Linked DNA regions of Mus musculus: regions 1 and 3 are each linked to region 2. A link is a contact called in public HiChIP or PLAC-seq and promoter capture Hi-C data. All regions are on one chromosome and are shown on one strand. The core of a region is the stretch at or near the end of the contact, and the rest is flanking DNA. Distances in the headings are between cores, read along the strand shown. Region 1 holds the start of Cdk4 (cyclin-dependent kinase 4). Region 2 holds the start of Mars1 (methionine-tRNA synthetase 1). Region 3 has its middle 8.3 kb from the start of Gm51819.

Evidence for each region. HiChIP or PLAC-seq counts read pairs in DNA pulled down with a chosen protein or histone mark. Capture Hi-C pulls out chosen DNA fragments and counts their contacts.
Region 1: a promoter capture Hi-C map of adipose tissue shows a contact between it and region 2. The contact joins the promoter of Cdk4 here to the promoter of Mars1 in region 2. A contact is called at or near these places in 13 of 39 promoter capture datasets (the 3T3-L1 cell line, the C10 cell line, the HPC-7 cell line and 11 more), 2 of 15 datasets of contacts at CTCF or cohesin (CD8 T cells and the NIH/3T3 cell line), 15 of 484 Hi-C or Micro-C datasets (B cells, CD4 T cells, CD8 T cells and 7 more), 18 of 115 datasets of contacts at active chromatin or transcription factors (the 230-238 cell line, CD8 T cells, the SCID.adh cell line and 9 more) and 5 of 9 other capture datasets (adipose tissue, embryonic stem cells, embryonic tail and 2 more).
Region 3: an H3K4me3 HiChIP or PLAC-seq map of bone marrow-derived macrophages shows a contact between it and region 2, with 3 times the contacts expected there. The contact joins the enhancer-like site here to the promoter of Mars1 in region 2. A contact is called at or near these places in 8 of 39 promoter capture datasets (the HPC-7 cell line, cranial neural crest, embryonic stem cells and 3 more), 1 of 15 datasets of contacts at CTCF or cohesin (CD8 T cells), 7 of 484 Hi-C or Micro-C datasets (B cells, CD8 T cells, bone marrow-derived dendritic cells and 3 more), 14 of 115 datasets of contacts at active chromatin or transcription factors (the 230-238 cell line, CD8 T cells, the HPC-7 cell line and 7 more) and 3 of 9 other capture datasets (adipose tissue, liver and pancreatic islet).

Annotation. Positions count from the first base shown.
Region 1 is chr10:127,062,014-127,066,518 of GRCm38.p6, forward strand. It overlaps Cdk4 (cyclin-dependent kinase 4), which reads left to right and starts at 1,522. Exons shown (of 8, transcript NM_009870.4): 1 at 1,522-1,746; 2 at 2,207-2,440; 3 at 2,572-2,707; 4 at 2,822-2,989; 5 at 3,142-3,251; 6 at 3,940-3,990; 7 at 4,088-4,223. The coding sequence starts at 2,223.
Region 2 is chr10:127,310,177-127,314,614 of GRCm38.p6, forward strand. It overlaps Mars1 (methionine-tRNA synthetase 1), which reads right to left and starts at 1,610. Exons shown (of 21, transcript NM_001003913.2): 1 at 1,345-1,610; 2 at 268-358; 3 at 44-122. The coding sequence starts at 1,453. It also overlaps the pseudogene Gm6283.
Region 3 is chr10:127,149,510-127,154,010 of GRCm38.p6, forward strand. No RefSeq gene overlaps it. Among named protein-coding and RNA genes, the nearest start is that of Gm51819, 8.3 kb to the right of the region's middle. Within about 2 kb of position 1,277, at least 62 of the 459 cell types and tissues checked have an H3K27ac peak or open chromatin away from gene starts, as enhancers often do. A contact at or near this core is called in CD8 T cells, bone marrow-derived macrophages, lineage negative bone marrow cells and 3 more, where this site is marked.

The sequences.
Region 1 (4,505 bases), core at 272-2,771, 250 kb before region 2:
AAAATAAATCAGAGCCAAAATCGTTGCTCATGCCTATAAAAACAGCATTTAGGGGCTTTAGCACAAAAATTGCAATTAATTTGAGACCAGCCTCAACTCTAGTGTCTCAAATATGATTTTAGAATTTAGGGTTCAGGAATATAGCTCAGTGACTGAACCCATGCTTACTGCATATAAAAACACTAACTCCAAGCCGGGTGTGGTGGCACACGCCTTTAATCCCAGCACTCAGGAGGCAGAGGCAGGCAGATTTCCAAGTTCGAGGCCAGCCTAGTCTACAGAGTGAGTTCCAGGACAGCCAGGGCTACACAGAGAAACCCTGTCTCGAAAATCCAAAAAACCAACCAAACAAACAAACAAAAAAACACTAACTCCAATCCCCAGCACCCCCACCCCAAATCAATTTAAAATAGCTCTAGATTTTAGGCAATTTTTCACAAATGGGAACATGGTCCTTCATCCCATATCCCTAAGAGGTGGGAGACAATAAAGGAGTTGGAGCAGACGAAATCGTCACACAGATCTACCTCTGTCTAACTAGATTTCTGTAGGCAGACCATTTAGGAAACGCTGATCAGATCAAGAATATGTTCTAAGCTGGACTGGGGAAAAAATAGGAACATGACCCCAACGAGGAGTTGCAGGTTTGCAAAAGGACACGTCATCTTCCAGCAATGTGGTGGTGACTGACCCTGGACATGCTTACCCTGTCATCTGTTTATGCAATCACATATATATGTAGCAATCTTAGTGTAAAGACTCTTGTAAAATCAAGAACCCCTATTTTCAATCACTTCTTGCTGCTTTTAATATTCCTGGGGAGGTTTACAGGTTGGGAAGAGGGAGGGCATTAAATTGCTGCCCCCCCATACCCATACAGTGGCTTATTATATTTCCTTCTGTCCATCTTTTAATCCTAGTTTCCTCCTCAGATAGAAATTATTTATTCCCTGTTTTATAAGACCACAATTACCTATACTAGTTATCTTTATCATCACTTCAAAGGGCGAGTGACTGAGACACCAAAACAAAAACATCGCATACCAACTGGAAGGAAGCACTTAGTAAAATTGTGTTGAATGAATGAGTAAAAGAAAGACACAAATACGAATGTTTCCCCATGGCGGTGGAGTGGAAATGTTACAGCACCATTTCTGGCACCAGGATCTCCCACTAACACCTCGACCTCCCGCCCACTCAGAGACCCATAGTGAGACTGAAGATGCGCTCTGGCTCGGCCTTGAGCCCAGAGTTGAGAGCTGGTTGGCCCGGTTGCCATGACACCGCCTTGTGCTCCACCCTCTCTCGCCCCCACACACCCCCTCGGCAGTCAGGGTATGGCAGCCAGTCACGTGCCACACAGCGTAACCACACCTCTGCTTCCCAGCGCAAAGTCAAGGGGTCACGTGGGATAGCAACAGGTCACGTGGCCGTCAGGGCCCCGCCCCCTTCCCCACCACACCCCTCCCATCAAAGCAGCCCGGGTTGCCCACTGCGCAAGGGTGAAGATCACGTGTCCAGAACGTCCGGCGCCCGCCCCGCCCCCCGGGTTTCCGCGCGCCTCTCTGGCAGCTGGTCACATGGTGAGGGTGGGGGTGAGGGGGCCTCTCTAGCTCGCGGCCTGTGTCTATGGTCTGGCCCGAAGCGTCCAGCTGCCCGGGACCGATCCCCGGTGTATGGCGCCGCAGGAACCGGCTCCCGGGCCCAGATAAAGGGCCACCTCCAGAGCTCTTAGCCGAGCGTAAGGTGAGTGCAGTCTCATCCAGGATCGGGGGACCAGTCCCCGCCACCACCAGCACCCTCCAGCTCCCCACGCGTGCGCGTCGCTGGCTGATTATGGAAGGTGGCCCAATGGCGGGAAGTGGGGCCTTTGTGGTCGCGGGCAAGGGTGTGATTTTGGAGAGTGAAGTGCAGAATCTTCGGTGCAAACCCTGTGCACTGTGTGATCCTCTTTGTGCCTAGTGCGATGTCCTCCGAAAGGAAAGAAAGCATTCTTTTTCTTCCTCCGGGACAAAACGTGGCCGGAGGAGGAGGGTTTGATGGGAGTCTTTGTGTTACCTAAGGCGCGGGCCCTGGAAGTGTGGAGGGGTGGGATGTTGCTGATCGCGTTGGCGAGGTCTTGTGCAGGAGTTCCTTTGTTACCGCCGGGTCATCCCCCTCCTAACCGTGAGAGTGAGTTTGGTATTAGAAGCCTCTGTGATTGTAGATCCCCTGCTTCGAGAATGGCTGCCACTCGATATGAACCCGTGGCTGAAATTGGTGTCGGTGCCTATGGGACGGTGTACAAAGCCCGAGATCCCCACAGTGGCCACTTTGTGGCCCTCAAGAGTGTGAGAGTTCCTAATGGAGGAGCAGCTGGAGGGGGCCTTCCCGTCAGCACAGTTCGTGAGGTGGCCTTGTTAAGGAGGCTGGAGGCCTTTGAACATCCCAATGTTGTACGGTGAGAAGGTTGGATTGGGAGTGGGGCGGAGAGGACAATAGGACCCGTAAGGCAGGAGTGGGACCCTAGAACGCCAGAGGCCACGTTGAGACAAAGGGGACGACTAGCTGGTGATCATTTGTTCTTCTCAGGCTGATGGATGTCTGTGCTACTTCCCGAACTGATCGGGACATCAAGGTCACCCTAGTGTTTGAGCATATAGACCAGGACCTGAGGACATACCTGGACAAAGCACCTCCACCGGGCCTGCCGGTTGAGACCATTAAGGTGAGTAGGGGTGGGGCTGGGGGCGAGGGTGGACCGATCTTTGCAATAGAAGTTGTTGGGATTTTGAAGTGATACATAGTTTCCGGTGTTCTGTGCTTTCTTCTTGAAAAACAGGATCTAATGCGTCAGTTTCTAAGCGGCCTGGATTTTCTTCATGCAAACTGCATTGTTCACCGGGACCTGAAGCCAGAGAACATTCTAGTGACAAGTAATGGGACCGTCAAGCTGGCTGACTTTGGCCTAGCTAGAATCTACAGCTACCAGATGGCCCTCACGCCTGTGGTCAGTAAAAGGCGTTAGCCGACTAGGTTGTGATAGGGGTAGCTCTTGGTGGTTTCCCATAGCAACTGAGGAGTCTTGTACATGAAGTTTTCAGAGCCAGGCAGGTCTGGTTCGTGAGGTCGACACTCACTCATTTCTACTATTCTCTTCAGGTGGTTACGCTCTGGTACCGAGCTCCTGAAGTTCTTCTGCAGTCTACATACGCAACACCCGTGGACATGTGGAGCGTTGGCTGTATCTTTGCAGAGATGTTCCGTCGGAAGTATGGGACTAGAAACTTTTTGTTGTTAATGGTACAGGGTTAGTCCTGGCCGTAGATCAGGTTGGCCTTGAACTCACAGAGCCCTGGGATTAAAGGCATGCGTTACCACCGCCCGTATGGGACTTGAAGCTCTTAACCTACCTTCAGTTGCACATAGCTTTGGCTGCTTGTCTTACTGTGCTAGAGGTTGAAATCAGAACTCACACACACTCAGTAAATGCTTCCGTGCCACTGAACTTCACACTCCGTCGGCCCCCAAGTCTTTTACAGACATGCCTGTTCTTGACCATTCGCTTTTGTGCATGTATGGTACGGGACATCCAGCCTACCCAGTTCATACTGACCACCTTGCCTAGAACCAAGAAACCATATAGGCATGCCCTGGATTTAGGATCTTCCCGTTCCTCGTCTCCACACTCTCTAGTTGGGTCTACATAACGGTTACTCCTCAATTTTTTTTTTCTTTTAAAAATGTATTTATTTCCATGTATGTGAGTACACTCACTGTCTTCAGACACACCAGAAAAGGACTTCAGATTACATTACAGATGGTTGTGAACCACCGTGTGGTTGCTGGGAATTGAACTCAGGACCTCCGGAAGAGCAGTCTTATCTGCTGAGCCGTCTCTCCAGCCCCCACTCCCCTATTTTTGATATAACACATACTTTGAGTCTTTTTCTGCCTTAGGCCTCTCTTCTGTGGAAACTCTGAAGCCGACCAGTTGGGGAAAATCTTTGAGTAAGTATTTGATAAGGAAAAGGAAAGACATTTCCTGCTGCCGCGGAGACAGGAGCTGGGAAAGGCCCCTCCTAACAGAGTTGTCCTGTCCCCACAGTCTCATTGGATTGCCTCCAGAAGACGACTGGCCTCGAGAGGTATCTCTACCTCGAGGAGCCTTTGCCCCCAGAGGGCCTCGGCCAGTGCAGTCAGTGGTGCCAGAGATGGAGGAGTCTGGAGCGCAGCTGCTACTGGTACTGGACCTGGGCGGGGATTGGGTTAAGATAAGAAATACCGTGGCCTGGGGAACTGGCTCAGTGGGTAGAGTTCCTTTGCATAAGTGTGAGGACCTGAGTTCAAATCCCCAGAACTCATATAGAAGTTGTGTGCTTCTATGGTGCTACTCCTTTTTTATTTATTTATTTATTTTTAAAGATTTATTTATTTTATGTATGTGAGTACACTGTAGCTATCTTCAGACACAACCAGAAGAGGGCATCAGATCCCATTACAGATGGTTGTAAGCCACCATGTGG
Region 2 (4,438 bases), core at 360-2,859:
AGGAAGGACAGGCTGCCCTCACCTCCCTGATACACGGATTCACCTGCAGTTCTGTTGCCTCCCATTCCAGCCACTGGTTGGTGAGATCATCTTGTTCCCAGCCACATAACAGAAAAAAATATCTGCCCAGGGAGAGAAAGTAAGTTGAAGCATCTGTCTAGTTCATGGATGAACCCACAGTAGAACAGTATTTGCAAATAAGGTCACAGAAAGATTAGTGATTCACCCTGATTTGGGCACCTCCCCACACCAAGAACCAATACTGACCGGCAGATTGCACTAGCAGAGAAGAGGTAGTTGCCACTATCCAGCTGCAAGACAGGGACCTTAGGCCGGGTAAGGAATGGTACCACACACTCTGAGACAGAGGAAAATGGGTGAAAATCAGGGGTAAGAAAATAAATGAGGAGGCTGGAGAGATGGCTCGGCTGTTAAAGAGCACTGACTGCCCTTCCGAAGGTCCTGAGTTCAATTTCCAGCAACCACATGGTGGCTCACAACCACCCGTAATGAGATCTGACACCCTCCTCCAGTAAATCTGAAGATAGCTGCAGTGTACTTAGATATAAGGCGGGGCGCAGCCTGAGCAAGCGGGGTTGACCAGAGCAAGCGGGGTTGACAGGAGCCAGCAGAAGTCCTGAATTCAAATTCCCAGCAACCACATGATGGCTCACAACCATCAGTACAGCTACGGTGTACTCATATATACATTAAATAAATAAGTAAATCTTAAAAGAAATGATTTGACGTCACATTGTGTGCTGGAGGCCTGGGTTTTCAATCTACAGTTTCGAAGGTAAGAACACTAACCGGGGAGGGGTGGTGGTGGAATATGCTAGAGGGGCCAGCTAGTGTTCAGTTGAGACTGCCAACTGCAAACAAGAGGTAGAGTCTACAGAGAGGTATAGAATAGTGCTGCAGTCAAGCTGTCAGGGAGGATCTGACCAGACAACTCTTAGAAAGTCACCCAAAAAAGTTGTCTGGGAATACGCAATAAACTTCAAGGACTGAGTGTGCACATGTCTGTACTGAGGTCCTGGAAGGAGAAAGGGGCTTCCCCAAAACGACACGGGAGGTTGGAGGTGATCGCGAGAGTGACCGGGCTGAGAGGGAGTTGCCATGATAGGTGGGTCCTGGAAAACTAACCAGAGGGGAGACTTAAAACGAGGTTTGAAGAGTACAGTGAGGGTAACTAAGGGAACTAACTTCAGAAGGGTTACGGAAACAAAGGTTGGCGTGACTAAAGTTAACGTTGAGTCGATTGGGGAACGGGCACTGGAGCCTGGCAAACAACTGTGAGATGAACACCCCTCACCCGCCGCCCACCGGCAGCCACTCCAGTACCTTCGGGGCCTACGGTGCTGATGAGCAGCTCCGCCCGACCCCGGGCCCTCGCGGCCGCAGCCAGCACGGGCAGGCTCCCCGGGGAACCCTCGCTCACGAACAGTCTCATCGTGCCTCGGAGCCCACGCTGATGCAATCGGAACCGGCCTCCCGCTCCTGGGTTAAGCTGCAAGGCACGTCGGGAAATGGAGTTCTGTGTCGGCCGGACGCTCGCGGTAGGCTCCAGGAAAGCCGACTACTCATCCCATCACGCACCATTACGAAACAGGAAATGGTTACCAACGAGACCCGGAAGTTGACGGTGCGGGCTAGCGTGGCACTCTGGGTCGGCCGGCTCCGAGAGGGTCCTTTGAACTGTTGAAGTCGGCCGCTGTAAAGCGATCCGATGGAGACGACGCGATGGGTGGCATTTTCTGATTCCTTACTGGTCGTTGAAGTGGTATCGCACGCGCCGATTCAAGTTGTTAAGGATCGGAGTTTTTAATTGGTTTGTGTGCGGGTAGTCCGAGAGCGTGGCGATGCATTTAGCTACAAGATTAAAAATCAGTTGGGGAACTGTGAGCAAACTTTAGTGTCAACGTGGAAATTAATGTGGCTGTCCATCAGCCACAAAGGATGTGGCTCGCGAACCTTTATTACTTAGGAATTGGGAATGTAGTTTAGTTAGTAAGCGTTTGCTTAGCATGTGCAAACCGCTGGGTTCACCCCCGGTACACAACACTGTGTGGTGGTGTGTCCACTCCTGTAATCCCAGCGTTGAAGAGGTGGTGATAAAATTATCATAAATTCGACGTTATCCTCTATTGCAAGCCAGCCTAAGCTACTAGGGATCTGTCAGTAAATCAGTGAGGAAGCCTGGAAAGATGGCTCAGCGGAGAACACAGGCCAGGCTGTCCTTTTCCTGGACTCTCCTTTGACCCATTTGCATGGTTGACAGTTGTCTGTAACTTGAGTCCTAGGGGAATCATGCGCCCTCTTCTGGTCTTCATGATTACTGCATGCATGTGGTGCAGAGACCTCCCTGCACTCGAAACCCCTTACAAATAAAAGAAAAAGGAGTTGGGTGTGGTGGGACACTCCCTTAATTCCAGGACTCAGAAGGCGAAGGCAGTTGGATCTCTTTGAGTTCAAAGCTATCCTGGTCTTTATAAACCTAGTCTCAAAAAAAAAAAGTGTGTGGTTTTTGTTTTGTTTTATTTTGTTCTTAATTAAAAATAAGGGGTTTAGAGATAACTCTGGTTCGGGAGCACTTGATGCTCATCCAAGCACACACATGACAGGCAGATCACAACCTTCTGTAACACTAGTGCCTCTTCTGGCCTCCATAGACCTGCCCAAAAATAGTACACTCAACTTGCAGGCAAGACCTTGATACACATTAAAAAAAAACAAAAATAAACCAAGCAAGCCCTGACATAAAAGTGAAAATGCACTAGTCTTCCATTTACATATAGCTAGACAATCACAGCAAAGGGAGATGAGAGTTATGCTACAAAAGGTCAAATTGAGGGGGAAGTGAGAGATTTCGCAACAAAGCCAAATAAACACATGCAAAGGGATATCTTATCTTTAAAAAAAAAAAGTATGAGGCTCTTCTCATACAGTGCCAGCCTCGTCCTGTAGACAGGATGGTGAAGGTCGGTGTGAATGGATTTGGCCGTAATGGGTGCCTGGTTACCAGGGCTGCCTTCTGCTCTGCAGTTGGCAAAGTGGAGATTGCCATCAACAACCCATTTATGGACCTCAACTACATGGTCTACATATTCCAGTATGACTCTACTCATAGCAAGTTCAATGGCATGGTCAAGGCTGAGAAAGGGAAGCTTGTCATCAACGGGAAGCCCATCACTATCTTCTGGGAAGAGATCCCACTAACATCAAATGTGGTGATGCCGGTGCTGAGTATGTTGTGGGGTCTACTGGTGTCTTCACCACCATGGAGAAGGCTGGGGCCCACTTGAAGGGTGGGGCCAAAGGGTCATCATCTCTGCCCCTCTGCTGATGCCCCATGTTTGTGATGGGTGTGACCCACCAGAAATATGACAACTCACGCAAGATTGTCAGCAATGCATCCTGCACCACCAACTGCTTAGCCACCCTGGCCAAGATCATCCATGACAACTTTGGCATCATGGAAGGGCTCATGACCTCGGTCCATGCTATCGCTGCCACTCAGAGACTGTGGATGGCCCCTCTGGAAAGCTGTGGTGTGATGGCCTTGGGGCTGCCCAGAACATCATCCCTGCATCCACTGGTGCTGCCAAGGCTGTGGGCAAGGTCATCCCAGAGCTGAACGGGAAGCTCACTGGCATGGCCTTCCATGTTCCTACCCCCAATGTATCCGTTGTGGATCTGACATGCCACCTGGAGAAACCTGGCAAGTATGATGACATCAAGAAGGTGGCAAAGCAGGCATTTGAGGGACCACTAAAGGGCATCCTGGGCTACACTGAGGACCAGGTTTTCTCCTGTGATGTCAACAGCAACTCCCACTCTTCCACCTTTGATGCCAGGGCTGGCATTGCTCTCAATGACAACTTTGTCAAGCTCATTTCCTGGTATGACAGTGAATTCGACTATAGCAACAGGGTGGTGGGCCTCATGGGCTACATGACCTCCAAAGAGTAAGAAACCCTGGGCCACCCACCCCAGCAAGGACACTGAGAGCAAGAGAGAGGCCCTCGGTTGCTGAGGAGTCCCTGTCCCAACTCGGGACACTGAGCATCCCCCTCACAGTTTCCATTCCAGCCCCCAAAGATGATGGAAGAGGCTTAGGGAGTCTTACTCTCTTTGAATACCATCAATAAAGCTCACTGTCCCCTTCCCAAAAACAAACAAACAAAACCAACAAAAACCAGTATGTGTGTATGCACAAGGTGGGCACACAGCTGTGGTGCTTGTGTGGAGGTCAGAAGATAACTTTGTAGAGTTGGTACTCACCTTTCTTTGCTTTTGTTTTGTTTTTTTGAGCCACAGTCTTTACATTTTGTAGCTCAGACTTTCCTAGAACTTGCTAGGCAAACCACGATGGTCTGGCCCTTACAGCAATAGACTTGCCTGGGCTTCCCAAGTGCTGGCATCAAAGGCATGTACC
Region 3 (4,501 bases), core at 27-2,526, 160 kb before region 2:
TTTTTAAACAATGAAGAGATGTTATTGCAGAGTCTAATAAAACATAAAGAATCTCGAGGACTTTAAAAATATTATATTCCAAATAACTGGAAAACTTAGATGAAATTAATAAATTTCTAGACTCATGAGACCTATCAAGATTAAACCGAGAAGATATAACAGGTGTCTAGCCAGCTGAGGAGTGGAGGGCTGCTGGTGGGTCAGTCTCATTGGCCCTCAGGGGCTCCCTCCTTTGATAGATGGAAAACTTGAAGTAACTTCAGGCTACCCTCATTTTTGGAAAATAAATAGAATTATTCACGAAGTAACTGAGTCAATGGGGTGTGAATTAGACAATAGTGTACACATACACTATGCACTCATATCCTGTGCACACACACTGTGCACACATGCCCTGTTCACACATGTCCTGTGCACACACACATTGTATACACACACTGTGCACACACAAACTATACACACATATACTCACATATACACACATACCCTGTGTACACATACATTGTGCACACATACTGTGCACACACATACTGTGCGCACACACTGTGCACATAAACCCTGTGCACACACACACATACACATACACAAACACTGGGCTGCAATACTATGCCAAACAAGAGTGCTCTAAAGGGTGAATACTTCTGCCAGATGTGAAGTGTGTGGGTGGATTTGGTGGTGTTTGGTTGGTTAATTTGGTTCAGTTTTGGTTGTTGTTGTTGTTGTTGTTGTTGTTGTTGTTTTGAACAGGGTTTGTTTATATAGTCTTTAATGTCCTGGAACTAGCTCTATAGACTAGGCTGGCTTCAAACTCACAGGGACCTTGCTGGGTTCGTATCCTAAAAGATAATTCTTCCTTCCTTGTTTCCCAGATCAAGGCTCACCCGCTGCGCTTAGATGCAGAAAGTTTGATTTCATAACTTGTCATAGTGGAAAACTGGGTTTGTCCATAGAGTTTCTCCTCTCACCCTAGAAAAACAAAACAAAACAGGATACACCCCATGTCTATGCATGCATGTGGGTGTCCATGGAGGCCAGAAGGAGCCACCAAGACCCCTGCCTGTGCTGGAGTAACAGACGGTTTACTTTGATGCTAAAAACCAAACCCGGATCCACTGCAAGAGCAGTGACTTAACAATGACTCATTTCCCCAACCACTAAATTGTTTTCAGTTTTTAAATCCAGTTAGTTATTTGTTAACTTCAGAGGCAAGCCAAGCTGCCTAGGACTGAAGTCTCACTGTTGCCCGTGAGTGCCAGCCAGTGCGCCACACTCTTGTTGGAGATGAACTGTAGGGCCAAAGGTCAGTGTCAGCCCAGGGACACCACCATTCCTGGTTTCTTATCACCTCATAACTGGGGGTGACTGGGAGCTCTGACATGGAGCAGGGCTGCGTGTGTGTGTGTGTGTGTGTGTGTGTGTGTGTGTGTGTGTGTGTAGTTTATACATGGTTAAATAAAGTAATAGTTGGGGAGACAGCTTAAGCAGATCCACAATCATCAATGAAATTAAAACAGAAATGAAGAGCCTCCCAATAGCTGAGCAGTGGTAGTGCACACCTTCAGACCCAGCACTTGGGAAGCAGAGGTAGAAGGATCTCTGTGAGTTTGAAGCCAGCCTGGTGTACAGAGTGACAGCTATGGCTACACAGGAAAATCTTGTCTCAAAAACCAAAACACCAAAACCCAAGAAAACAAAAGGCTTAGGGTTTTACTGCTGTGAACAGACAACATGACCAAGGCAACTCTTATAAGGACTGGCTTATTTAATTTAATCGCATTTAATTGGGGCTGGCTTACAGGTTCAGAAGTTCAGTCCATTATCATCAAGAGCATGGCAGCATCTGGGCAGGCATGGTGCAGGAGGAGCTGAGAGTTCTCCATCTTCATTTGAAGGTTGCTAGCAGAATACAGGCTTCCAGGCAGCTAGGATGAGGTCTTAAGCCCACGCCCACAGTGACACACCTACTTCAACAAGGCCACACCTCCTAATAGTGCCACTCCCTGACCCAAGCACATACAAACCATCATAAGAGGTAAGCACAGAGAAGCAAACACTGGAGCTGGTCCACAAAGCAGGAACAGTGGGAACACCACCAAATGCATCGATGAAGGCAGCACTTCCCTGGTACCAAAACCAGAAGAAGAAACGAAGAAAGGAAATTATAGTCCAACTTCCTTGGACACAGGAACAACAACAACCAATCAATCAAATTTAGGCAAACTAACTCAAGAACACGTTCAGGCAGGAGCAGATGGACTGGGCTAAAGTATAAAGAAAACGTCATAAAAGACCCATTACTCTAGGTGCACACCAAAAAAGTAATTTTTAAAATAGGAAAGGAACAATGATAACATTGGGGAGACAAGAGCCAGGACTGGACCATCCATAAGTCCAGTCCCAGGGGATCTGGTGCCTTCTGACTCCTGAGGTCACTCAGCACACACGTGGTGCATGCACATACATGAAGGTAAAACATATAACATCAATAAATCTAAAAAAAAATATTTTCAAAGAAGGTGAGTGACGACAAGATGACTTAGCAGGTAAAGGGACTCAGTACCTAACCTGACAACCAGAGTTTGGTTCCCAGGATCCATACAGTGGAAAGATGTAGCCGTCCAGCAGCCATGGATGAACTGGGTACCTGAAAGGGAGGCTGGAAATGAAAAAGGATGGGGCAGAGATAAGAGAAGGATGAAGCCAAGACAAAGTTTTCTGATCAAAGCTCAAAGTTTAATATTCAGCTCTGTGTTTATATAGGGAAAACCCACAGACCCGTCCTTTGTTTCAGCTGGATTGTGTTCCTGTAGGAAACCGCAGAGGAGGCAAGGCAGGAGACTCCACCCTAGGTCGGAGGAAGACCAACTGGGGCAAACACTTAAAGTCTATTTAGCCTGCTCAGGGCTGGGGGAAGGGCACAGAAAGAGAGTTCCACTAGACAGGAGCACTATGGCACATGAACATACACATGCATATACCACACAGACAGACAGACAGATGACAGACAGATGGAGGGATTCAAGCATGCACACACGCATGTGAAAGACCCACAACGTGAGGACTCCCCCACGTTCTGACTCAGGAGAGGCGACACCCCAAATCACTCACGAGAAACGGTCTTGCTGCAAACTGCAAGAGGACTTTTATTTCAAGAGCACTCTCAGGCCCATAGTCATACACCATGCAGGGGTAGAGGACCATGGCGCCCTGGGTAGCTGGGTAAGGGGGTATTTAAAGGAAGAAACCACAACTCAAGGAGGCGGGGGAGGGCATTGTTGGAACATACCAAAAAATACCAGTTAAGAGTCACAAGGAAGTGGAAAGTCAAGACAGTTTTCTAGGAGCCTCTAACAATAGCACATTTGCATAGCGGGTTCCAGCAACAGTCAGGGTGGGTCAGGGTGACTTTCTTTGAACGAACACTCCCCGAACCCAGGAAGCTGGTGGGTGGAGGAATGTCACTATCTGTTTTATGATTAGCATACCTTGGAGCATTGGAGTCACAAAGGTCACATTCTCAAGGCTGGGCCTAAAGGCCTAGAATTTTGTTTTTGCATTATACCTTTTTCACGTGCATGTGTGTGATAAATGAATAAATAAAATGTGATAAAGTTGTTGGAAAAAAATTAAAAGGAAAGCCATCATATCCCATGGCCTATTTAGTTTCATTCTAAGAATTTAAGCTTTGTCTAGGGTTCACAAATCAACAAATGTAAATAAGCATATGAAACTGAAGCATGAGATCAGGTCATTACCTCAGACAGGGCCTGAGACCTTTAACAAAGCTCAGCATCCCTTGTGTCTAAACAAACAACTTTGAAGAAACTAGGAAACAAACCTTTAGGCTGGTTATACTAGATGGGGGTGGGAGGGGGGACCTGAGCGGATTCCTCTGAAATCCCAGACACGACAGGGTTCCCAGCCTCTCCACTCTTGTTCAATATAGTGACCAAGAACTTATCTAGAGCTATAAGCCTAGCAAAATAAAAAGAAGTGATACAAATAGGAAAAGGGGAACCAAACCATCCTTCTGTGTAGACACCAAGATTGCATACTTAAAAGTCCCTAGAAGAAGCCGGGCTGGTGGCGCACGCCTTTAATCGCAGCACTTGGGAGGCAGAGGCAGGTGGATTTCTGAGTTCGAGGCCAGCCTGATCTGCAGACTGAGTTCCAGGAAAGCCAGGGCTACACAGAAAAACCCTGTCTCAAAAAAAACCAAAAAAACAAAACAGAACAACAACAACAACAACAACAAAAACACAAAAAAAGAAGTCCCTAGAAGCTCCAACAAAGTAGCAGATATATAATCAGCACACAAAAGATAGTAAGTGGATTTTCTATATGCCAATAATAAACTCTGAGTATTAAATCAGAATAGAAAACAGATTAAGCAGTGGGAGGGGATAGGGGATTTTCAGAGGGAAAACTAGGAAAGGGGATAACATTTGAAATGTAAATAAAGAAAATATCTAATAGAAAAAGAAAAAACAGAATAAAATCA